2 separate regions of the Gossypium hirsutum genome follow, and region 1 is linked to region 2. A link is a contact called in public Hi-C data. All regions are on one chromosome and are shown on one strand. Each heading gives the region's core, a stretch centred on a gene start, on an enhancer-like site or on the middle of the called end of the contact. The rest is flanking DNA. Distances are from core to core; before and after follow the strand shown.

Evidence for each region. A called contact is a pair of places that touch in the nucleus more often than the background predicts.
Region 1: a Hi-C map of leaf shows a contact between it and region 2, with 2.3 times the contacts expected there. The contact joins the promoter of LOC107917923 here to the promoter of LOC107912649 in region 2. A contact is called at or near these places in 2 of 34 Hi-C or Micro-C datasets (both in leaf).

Annotation. Positions count from the first base shown.
Region 1 is chrD08:37,510,561-37,515,730 of Gossypium_hirsutum_v2.1, reverse strand. LOC107917923 (polypyrimidine tract-binding protein homolog 2) reads left to right here and starts at 2,856. Exons shown (of 11, transcript XM_016847341.2): 1 at 2,856-3,036; 2 at 3,137-3,380; 3 at 3,479-3,688. The coding sequence starts at 3,195.
Region 2 is chrD08:37,289,430-37,295,266 of Gossypium_hirsutum_v2.1, reverse strand. It overlaps LOC107912649, which reads left to right and starts at 4,407. Exons shown (of 6, transcript XM_016840932.2): 1 at 4,407-5,039; 2 at 5,123-5,204; 3 at 5,494-5,522. The coding sequence starts at 5,190.

The DNA of each region.
Region 1 (5,170 bases), core at 1,607-4,106, 220 kb before region 2:
CAATGGACTCTATTAAACCTTTAAATGCATCAATTAATATCAATTAACATTCATCAAACCTCTTATTGTGTATGGATAAGAATGTATGGTAAATTATTATGTCTTGAGTAACATGTTAATTAATGACACTAGTTGAAATAGTCTAAGTTGCTTAGACAACGTAATGTGATGTCACACATCTAGATCCAATGACCTGGTCAGGTGTGGGATGTCACACCTCCATCAACACCTTAATATATTTGTTAATAGATTTGAACTTTTCCAAAAAATACTCATTGTCCATGTTCATGTGTTGCATGGCGTTCAAAGGTTTCCACAAGGCCGCGAATTTGTTTAAATAAGTGACAAAATCAATCTTCTTGCCAAAGAGTTTGACATTGACAATGACAATTTTTTACGTGCTTTGCTCTACAAAAGAGTTTACTCATTCTAAAAATCTCATTGAAGGTATTCCATCTACCATGTTTGTGATCACGTCTCCATCAACTAAATCAATATCATCATCTTCCTCAATAAGCTAATTATTGGTATTCAAATTGAAAGATTTAAGAAACTTATCTCTAAAGGATTCCTTCATAAGACTCAGAGGATCTATACCAATTCCACCGTCTTTGGGTGGATCATCCTCCCATAACCTAACTTTTTGATTAAATGACCAATACCATCACTACGCGCGATTGACTTACCCAAGGCATCATTGCTACCAACAAGGGAGAGCAAAGAATAGAGCATTTTTTATCATTACAATTTTCGGGGAGGGAGTGGGAATGACATGGTTTGAACCCGTGGTAATTTTTAATTGTTTTAAATTAAGTGTTGTTTGATAAACTAAAAGTTAAATGTTAAAAATTAAATATTGAAATTAAGGCTTAGTGCATAATTTGGTTCGAAAGTTTGACATTTTTTTTCTAATGTGGTACATTGTTGTTTTTTGGTCCAAGTGGTACCTGTATTTGACAAAAGTCATACATTTTGGTACATGAAAATAACAATGTCAACTTTTTAGTGTTTAATTTGGGTTTTAGAATTGATTTGATAAAAATTCATAATTAGCTAATAATATTAGCAATTAACTTTCATCAAATCAACCCTAAAATTAGAATTAAATGACATTCATTAGATTGTATTTAATAAGTTAAAACGAAATTAAACAAGTTCACAATTAGCACTAAGTTTATTCTATTAATAAAATCATGGAAATATCAAACTTAATGATGATAACAATTAACTTTCATTAAATCAACCCTAAAACCCAAATTAAACACTAATAAGTTAACTTTTTTTATCTTTAGGTACCAAAATATATAACTTTTGTCAAATACATATATCAAATTGGACCAAAAATAACACTGATATCCCATTAGAAAAAGGTGTCAAACTTAGGTAAGAAATATATTAATCCAAAAATTAAATACTAAATTTAACTTATCTATTTAGTATATTACTTAAAATATTTAAGTACAAAATATAATTAAAATTTAATAAATATAAATTTTAAATTATGATAATTTTATTTTACATTTTCATCTTTAAATTTTTTAAAGCACTTCAAGTTAGTTTAAACAAAGCAAAAGTTTAAATGTGAAATGTTTAAAAGATAATACCAAAAGAAATAAATTAAAATAAAAGTTTTTCAATAAGTCATAGTTTACTTATTATTTTCACATTTTTATAGAAGAAAATTATATTAAGTGGTTTTGATTATATTAAGTGGTTTTGATCATCATAAAATTTGTTTATAAATTTAAATAATTGAAAGTGTTAATTTTGATTTTATTTATTTATTTTTTCAATGGGGAATTAGGTTTTAGTATTGTTAGTTAATGTGAAGTTTTAGGTCTTTGAGTACTTATGTTCAAGCCTTATTATGTGTAATTGTGATATGTGAGGTTTCAGTTTCAACATATTTATCTGCCATGGATAGGATTTATTTGATTTTTTTTCATTGATTGTGCTTCTTAATTGATTTAATTTTACATTGTATTTGTTTGGACATATATTTATACTTGTATTGTATTTATGAATATATATTGTATTTATGTTTGTAATAGTTAATCTTAAATTTTATTTTTTCCTAACGGTTTAATAAAACTTTATTTGGAATTATAAACAATGTTAAATAGACAACTTTTGAAATGAAAAATACTTTTGTACCTAAACTCAAAAGCATTTTTAGCTTTTGCGTGTGGGAAATATACCTTTGGAGTCAAATGACTTAATGTATTTTACGTAATATTTAAATTACCTATACAATTATTTTCTTATCAAAATTTATTTCAAATATATAACAATATATATTTAAATTTGTAATTATTATACTTTAATATTTAAAATATATATTACATATTGAAATTAAAATTTATAAATAAATAATCATTAATAGTAATTAATTCAAAAATATTCATAATTTATATTTCATATGTCAATAATAAGTTATAATATATTATTTTTTAGAATATTATTAAAATATCATAATATTAACGAATTTAAATATTATTTAAACACATATTTTTACTTTACAGCATTGTGTTTAAGATGAACATTTTATTTCTTAAAAAAATTAAAATTATATTAAAAATTATATCTTAAATTAAAATATTGAAAAATATTTTTCAAAAACAATTTTTCTAAATATTAGTATTTTTCAAAAGTAGTCGTAAATAATTCTCCAGTTGCACGTATTTATATTCCACAGCAACGTGGGCACCAAAGTTTAAGAATCCGAAGACGCTGCCTTAGTGGCCAAAAGGCCCAAAACGAAAAGAAAAACCGCTGCCTCGGGTCGGGTAAAGTCCGCTCCTTTTGTTTCTGAAGAAAAGTAATAAAAGAAGGGAAAATACAATCCAATCCAATCTCTCCTTCCCTAATACATAACGCCCATCGGCGCCAAAAGCCCATGACGATACCCATCCCTTAATAAAATCAAAACGAAAGGAAAGTCTACCATACCAATTTATCTCAAATTCCTTGAAACCCTAACTTAACGAACTTCAGAGGTTTCCACGGATTTTCTCATTAATTTCTTTTTCTTTTCAGGTTTATTTTATTCCCTTAATTTCATTGCATTTTCCTGGTTTTGATTGATCTATGTATATATTTCGATTTTGAATTAAACATATATTCTTTTGGCATCTAGGGTTTCTGATCTGTCTTCTCTTGCCAAAGATTTTTAGAGGGGTTGATTTCCGAACGGGATGGCCTCGGTATCAAGTCAGCCGCAGTTCCGTTACACTCAACCCCCATCTAAGGTGCTGCATTTGAGAAACTTGCCATGGGAGTGTACGGAGGAAGAGTTGATCGAGCTGGGGAAGCCATTTGGTAAGGTCGTTAACACCAAGTGCAATGTTGGAGCCAATCGTAATCAAGCTTTCATTGAATTCGTAAGTTTAATCAGATTTTTAAAAAAAATTCTGGTCAAATTTCTTCCACCATGTTAGTGAAGTTAGTAATTAAATATATGTTTTTGTTTACCTTTTAGGCTGACTTGAATCAAGCTATTGCCATGATATCGTATTATGCTTCATCTTCAGAGCCTGCTCAAGTAAGGGGTAAAACGGTCTACCTGCAATATTCTAACAGGCAAGAAATTGTAAACAACAAAACGACCGCAGATGTTGCCGGGAATGTACTGTTGGTAACAATCGAAGGTCAAGATGCACGGCTTGTCTCCATAGATGTATTGCACTTGGTAAGGATGGCGTATGTCTTTTCTCCTTTTGGTTTAGAAGGGTGTGAAGTTACTATTTCTAAGTTGTTGTTTGATATGAGTTTATGTAATAACTAGGATTGTGTAGTTTTTGTCACGCTCTTTTGGAGAAAAGCTTTTGTGTTTTGACATGAATGTGAATGGATCAGCAGGATCATGTCAAGGGAATAATCTCCAATGGCAGCTTAGTGCATCGTGAGAAAGAGAACATGTGTGTTTGTCTCCTTTCTCCTTTCCTTAACACTGCCTCTCTCTTCCTTACTTACCTCCTATTCCTACCATTTAGGATTTTTTTTTTCATTTCTTCTTCATGTGCACCCTTGGACTTTTTAGATGTTTGGTGTCACTATGTTTTTTGTTTGTGCTGCTGCTGGCAATGAAGTTTGTGCTCCATTTACATTTTTTTTTTTTTGCATATATGGTCTGTATTATATATTTGTTCGATATAATAGTTGCTAGTTTTGCTGAGTGCCAAAATCGTCCCTCCTCATTGAACATGAACAAGGTAGTCAAGTGCTTCAGATTTCTTGGCAATAAGGTGAAGCAATGTCCAAACAAGTGTCTCAGACCCTGAATCGATGGTAGCATTAAGGGAGGTGCATGCTTAGGTGCATAGGGCACTGTCTTATTAGAACAAAAGGTGCTTAAGGCAAGTGCCTCCCTGAATTGGTAGTTCTTTTTAGAAACTTTGATTAGGCAGCCAATCATCCAAGTAACCGGCTTTGGTTCTTGTCCATTGTGCCCTTTATTCACAGAATTGGACTGTCATCAACATTAGCTTGTGAAAGATCGAAAGATCCTTCTGTCTGTTTCTGCTCATGCTAACATATTTATCTTTCCCCATTTTGGGATAAAACTTTATTTATAATTATTAATAGAAGCTCTTAGTGATATAGGAGTAATATGAGGCAGCTAGTTGTCACAGTCTCAGTTTTCTCTTTTTATTTTCTATATATCTGTTTTTAGGAGTTAATTGTTTGCCTGGATATAATTCTACTAAAGAACCGGGTTATTTATCTTAGGTACATTCCAACTTTTTATAGAGACATGAGTGGTCTATGTATATATATGCGCTATATACATGCATATATAAATATATATCAAAATATTTTACAATTAGGTGCCTATCGTTAGTCCTCAGTTAGCGGTATCTTCTTTCTGCCTGGGGTTAGCCTGATTCTGATTCTAGAATCTGGTACTTCTAGCAACTTTTTCCTTTGACATCCTCCTTCATGGGCTTTAATGATTAAAATCCTAGAGCAATTAATATCTGTCCCCTTGTCTGCAGTTTGCTGCAATTTATTTGAAGCAGGTGGAGACTGGAGATTTACATTTTATCCTTAGGGAAGAATGGTGATTGAATTAGTTTCTTAACTTATAAGTTGAGAGAAATGATATTTCATAGAACTTGATAAAAAATGAAATTTGAGCAGTCTGATCTGTAGCCTGGTTTTATTTGTAAAT
Region 2 (5,837 bases), core at 3,158-5,657:
ATTCTACAAAATATTCATTGATCAAGAAAGCAATAACTATTCATGATTCACCCACTTATTTAAGTAAACTAAACATAAGAATTAGAGGTTTATTTCTGAAAAAAAATTAAAAAAATTATTTACCAAAACACATGCAAAAAAAAAGTATGGCATGATCCAAAATTCCCCCTATTTAGCCCACATTGCCCCCAATGTGTAAAAAGAATAATATGAGTGGAGAAAGTGTACTCCCCGTTTATATTTAATGGGTCGAAGCGCGGTGGAAGTGATCACTTTCTAGTATGTTGAAGACGTTTGAGATATTGGCTTTTATTGTTTCAAGGCGAGCTTCAATGTGATGAAGTCGTTTATCTACAGTAGAAGGTGGTTGCTCCTCTTGTTCTCTACTAACCGGATCACATCTTTGTCGAAAGACTTTATTGCTTCGAGCGGTTCATGTACTTGAAATATAACGCCAGAAAATGAATCAAATAATATTTTATTTAATTTTCAAACTAAAGTAGAATTAAAAATTAAATTAAATAAATAAAAATAAATGTGGGTTGGCTCCCATTAATTGAATTTATTTAACGTCGTTAGCTCGACGACCTAGAAAATTTAATCATTCGTCTCTTCAAAAAATAATTCCTCTACCACGTGTACTTGAACATTCTAGTAAAAGGGTTTTATACTTTATCCATTGGCTTCCAAATATTTCTCGGACTCCTCGTTTTTAATTTCAACTGCACCATGAGGAAATAGTTTAGTAACAACAAAAGGACCAAGCCATTTAGTTCGAAGCTTACCTACAAAAATCCTTAGTGTTGGGTTGTAAAGTAACACTTTTTGACCAACTAAAAATTGTTTATGAGATATTCTTTGGTCATGAAACGCCTTGGTTTTGTCTTTATAAATTTGGGCGTTTCATATGCGTCACGTCAGATCCCTTCAAGCTCTTGAATATCTAATTTTTGATAATTACCTTCTATGTATAACTTCATGTTGCATCTTTTTATTGCCCAAAATGCCTTATGGTCTAACTCTACTAGAGGGTGATACAGTTTACCGAATATGAGTTGGTAAGGGGACATTCTTATGGGTCTCTTGTTAGCAGTTCGGTACTCCCACAATGCATCGTTTAAACGTAAGCTCCAGTCTTTCCTATTAAGTTTCACGGTCTTTTCTAGAATCGACTTTATTTCACGGTTTAAAACTTCCACTAGACCGTTTGTTTGTGGGTGATAAGCTGTGGCCACATGTTGTGTCACCCTATGCTTTTTCAGTAGAGTATCAATTACCTTATTACAGAAATGAGTTCCTTGATCACTGATTAATGCTCTCAATGTGCCAAACCTGGAAAAAATAAAGTTCGTTAGAAAATCCAGTACAATTTTAGCATCGACATGTCGGGTAGCTTTAGCTTCTACCCATTTAGATACATAATCTACAGTGAGAATAGTGTAAACATTATTAAATGATGAAACAAATGGTCCCATAAAATCGCAACAACAAATGCTCAATGTCACGACGTGACATACTATTTCTAAATGGTACCAATTTGGCACCAACATATAAATACCAAATCTACCAATTTACACTTCTATAACATATTTTCAGCCAAATACACCATTCCTAAATGTTAATCCTAGAATACCTCATCATATATGTATTTAGATTACCTAAACAAATACATTAACTTAAACACCTACACTATATTATCATCCACTTATCAAAATTGACATATACAAGCATATATATAAGTCTCAACCTGCAAACTTTCATACACGCCAACTATATGCCAATTTCACATATGCAATTCAACCATTTAACCATTTACAAGCCACTATTTCAAGTTTCAAATACAACATGGTCATCTATTATACCTTAAACCGACTCAATCTAGGTACATGTCATACTTAGACAAAATAGAATTATACAAACTTTGCTAAGTCGGGGATCGCTTCATGGATGTTGGATCTACTGCACGCACTCTCGGGAATCAACTATACATGTGCATGGAGAAAACAAATGGTATGCTCAGGGAAAATACTTAGTGGTATTTCAATGATTCAAGTTAATATAAAACAAGTTTATACCAATTGCATATACTCAATACCAAATTCTAATATCAACTAATACATATACAATTCGTACTAATTCTCAATTCACATATCAAAATGTATATTTTATTAGGTGTACCATTATGCCAAATGAATCAATTATACATTACCACAATTAACAAGCTAATTGAGCATATCCTACCAATATACCAATATCAATTATGTTTGCATTTCTATTCAATTTGTATCATTTGATCATAGCACTTTTTACTTTTGAATTGAAACAATTCATTTTTTAACTCTTTCTATTTGCTATCAGGCATGTTTAACCGTTTCACATGTCTTTCTTATGCTATCATGTATCACATTTCATCTCATATATCATTTGGCCAATTCATGTTTTTATAACCCTATTAACTAGACACAGACTCAGAACAGATATGCGGATCCATCACCCCGAGTTGCCTGGAAATGATGCCTCTATTTGTACAATCTACCACCTTGGGTTGCCCAACAATGATGATTTTCAGGCATGCAAACTATATTCAACATTGTCCAAATAGCTAGTAGTGTAACACCCCATGCCCAACCCATCTGTCGGATCCGAGTATGTAGCATCACAAATGGACCTATACTTAATAATTGCTAACTTAACTATCAATAAACAGACTTTAAATAAACCAATCTAATAATGAAATCAATAATAATTCCTACAGCAAAGGCCTTAAGCCACTAAATGTTTATATCCTCACAATTCCTATTTCAAATCAATCTAACTGTATACAAAAAAACTCTTAACGTTTAGCTACTATTTATTATCTAAAAATATAGATTCGATGGATGTTATCTGGTCCCTACATAATTAAATCCGGGGCGAAGCCTCCAATAGTACCCCCTTTATATGTGCATGACTCTAACTAACTAAGATCATTGATCTCCTCCCTGTCTGGCTGGGTCCCTCCACTAAGTCCTCATTCAACCTTGCAAAACCTACAAACATTAAACAACTCCTGTAAGTTCAATAGAACTTAGTGAATTCCTTCATTTCACCATATATAAACTCTATTGCACGAGGGTAACAAACGTAAAGTAAAATAAAATAAATATAAATACTCTTTCCTCGCTTACTTTTTATATAATAACTCTGTAAATATCTTTATTTATTATTTACGAACTCGAATTACAAAAATAAGATCTTAAAACCATAATTTCTAATACCACTAAAAATCGAATCATTACAAAGATTAATAGGAGAATTTAATCATAAAGAAATGGAGAGTGAAATAGTGAATCCCTCTATAGAGGATAGTTAGGAGGAGCCATGGCTAATTGATTTGGGCAGTGAATTTGGAATGATTATGTATGAGACTTGTCTTGTTAGATATATTTTAACAGCATGTTTGATTTACTTTCACTCCATAAAAAACACATTTGTAAACTTGTGGAACCAATTGGAGGTGTTGCACTCTATGATTTGTGAGATAAGAGGCACTTGTTTCGATTTTATTTTGAAATTTATGTTGATCGGGTTATAAATGGGGTCGTAGATGTTCAATAACCATTTGCTCTTGATCCATCTATTGTCTGGTGAAGATGATCCAAGGTAGGTAGCACTGTTTTTTTAATAGAATTTTGGTTGTAAATTCATGAATTGCCACTAGGTTTGATATCTATGGAAAGGTAGGTAGGAAATTTTGTTGGAACATTTATCATTTATAATGTGAAGTCCAATGCAGGAGGGGGTTGAGGATAGATGTGGCTTCATGTTAAAATTGATGCGAGACCTCCGCTGAGAATTAAGAAGGAAAAAATTATTTTTGCAACGAATCAGCAAGTGTATGCGAGATTTCCATATGAAGACTGAAGTTATTATGCTTTCTCCATGGTCGGTTGTGTCATACTGAAAGCTATTGTTGAATTCGAGCAATACAAGGTGAGAAGTAACTCCTATTGGAGTGGAGGAGGAAGGGGCGAATCCGTAATTTTTAATGGAGTTAATTTGAATGCCTATTACCTGAGAGATGATTACTCTAATTCAATTTTTTTATCGTGATTAGCATTAATCTTGGAATCAATTTAGGTGGGACTTCTAATATAGATAAGGTGCTACTTGATAATATGGGCTCGGATAAGGGGTTGGATAAAGGTTCCAAGAGCGTTGATACAAAAGACCATCTAGTTGACTTTGTTGATGGAAATAAAAGGCCTAAATCCTCTAGTCAATGCACTTAAGTGCTACTGCATGGATTAATCAAATGGACGGAATTATTGGGCTCAGATTTTCAAAAACAAACCAAACATTAGCAGGACCAAGTAACCAGGCTTGTCGGGGTAATAAAACTTTTAAGTAAGGAATTTTGTAGGCTTGGGAACCCACGGGTTGTTACGAGGCTTCCTGTTGGAACACTAGTACGCTCTGTGGCGCAGCGAAAAAAATATTCCGACAATTGTAACCCTTGGAACTATATGTGAGGAACAAATCCGGATTGGAAGAATGTTAGAAAATATAACTTCAACGATTTGAATTGAAAAAAAAAAATTAGATTCTAGAAACAAGTATGTGATGCAATGAGCGAACCACAACGCTTAGTTCTGACCTCTAATGTCTCCATCTAGTGCCAAAGATAAAAAAATTTCTTTTAACTCGAATAAAGAGTTTTTTATTCTTTTCGAAATTCACTTTTAGTTCTTGGATTTTGAGTAAGGCTATGTTCTTCATTACTTAACGTACGAGTTTTTTCTTAAAAAAATGCTTTTTTTAAAAAGCAATGAAGAACAAGTTTCATTTGGTAACAAATTCTCAGAAGCTGAGAAGTGCTTTTGGTAAGACGAGAAGTAAAAATTTTTAGCTTTTCAGCCAAAAAGTGCTTTTGGCTGGTTCATTTACTTTTTTAGCCACACACACGAACGCCCTTGTTTGCTCTTTACTCTCTGCTTTCTGCTGGTTCTTTGCCCTCATCTCTGCCCTCTGCTGGTTCTTTTTTTCTCTGCCCTGTGCCGGTGAGTTTATCTTTTTCTTCTCTTCTTCTGTATATTTTTGTTTGTCTGGAATTGATTTTTGTAATTGATTGAATATTGGATAGGAGATAAACTTAGGTTGTCAACGCTTCCTTCATCTCCTACATCGAGCGAAAAGAGTAAGAGACAACAATGGTTACTTTCCGGGTAAGGATTGAATCTCCTTTACATATAAAAGCCGGCCCTTAGTTAAGAAGATTCTTTCTGAAAAGAAAAATGTCGGGGCTGGGTTACTGAAGAACTCTCAAACTCTGAAAAAAAAAACAGAGAAGATTTTATACTTAGAAAAACCAAACGCGATGCAGTGGAATTTCTCTTCGGATTCGGTTAAATTTCAGTTTCCCTGTTGATACTTAATTTCTTTTCCGTATATTTCCTTTTTGTTTCGTGACAATGTCCGGCGAAACGGCATCGTCTTCCGGAATCATCTTGGAAGGAATTGATGATGTGGAGGACTACGTTTCGGTGAGTACTTTTTGTAGTTCTTATGATTGTTTGGATGCTGAGAAAATGTAGGAAAAAGAGTATGAATACTGAATACCATTGCATTTTTTTTTGTTTTCTCAATGATTTAATTTAATTTTGATCTAATCAGAAAAGTTTTTAGTTACTTTCTGTATTAAGGACTGAATTTAGGGTTATAAAACAAGTTAAAATTTACTTACTATTTTTATTTTGAACAACAGTGCGTAAAATCTTAGTATTAAACGAAGTTGATCCGTTTTTATGAGGTCTGAAAATCCACGAGTATATTTTCTGTTGTGTTATTGTCTGAAAGTT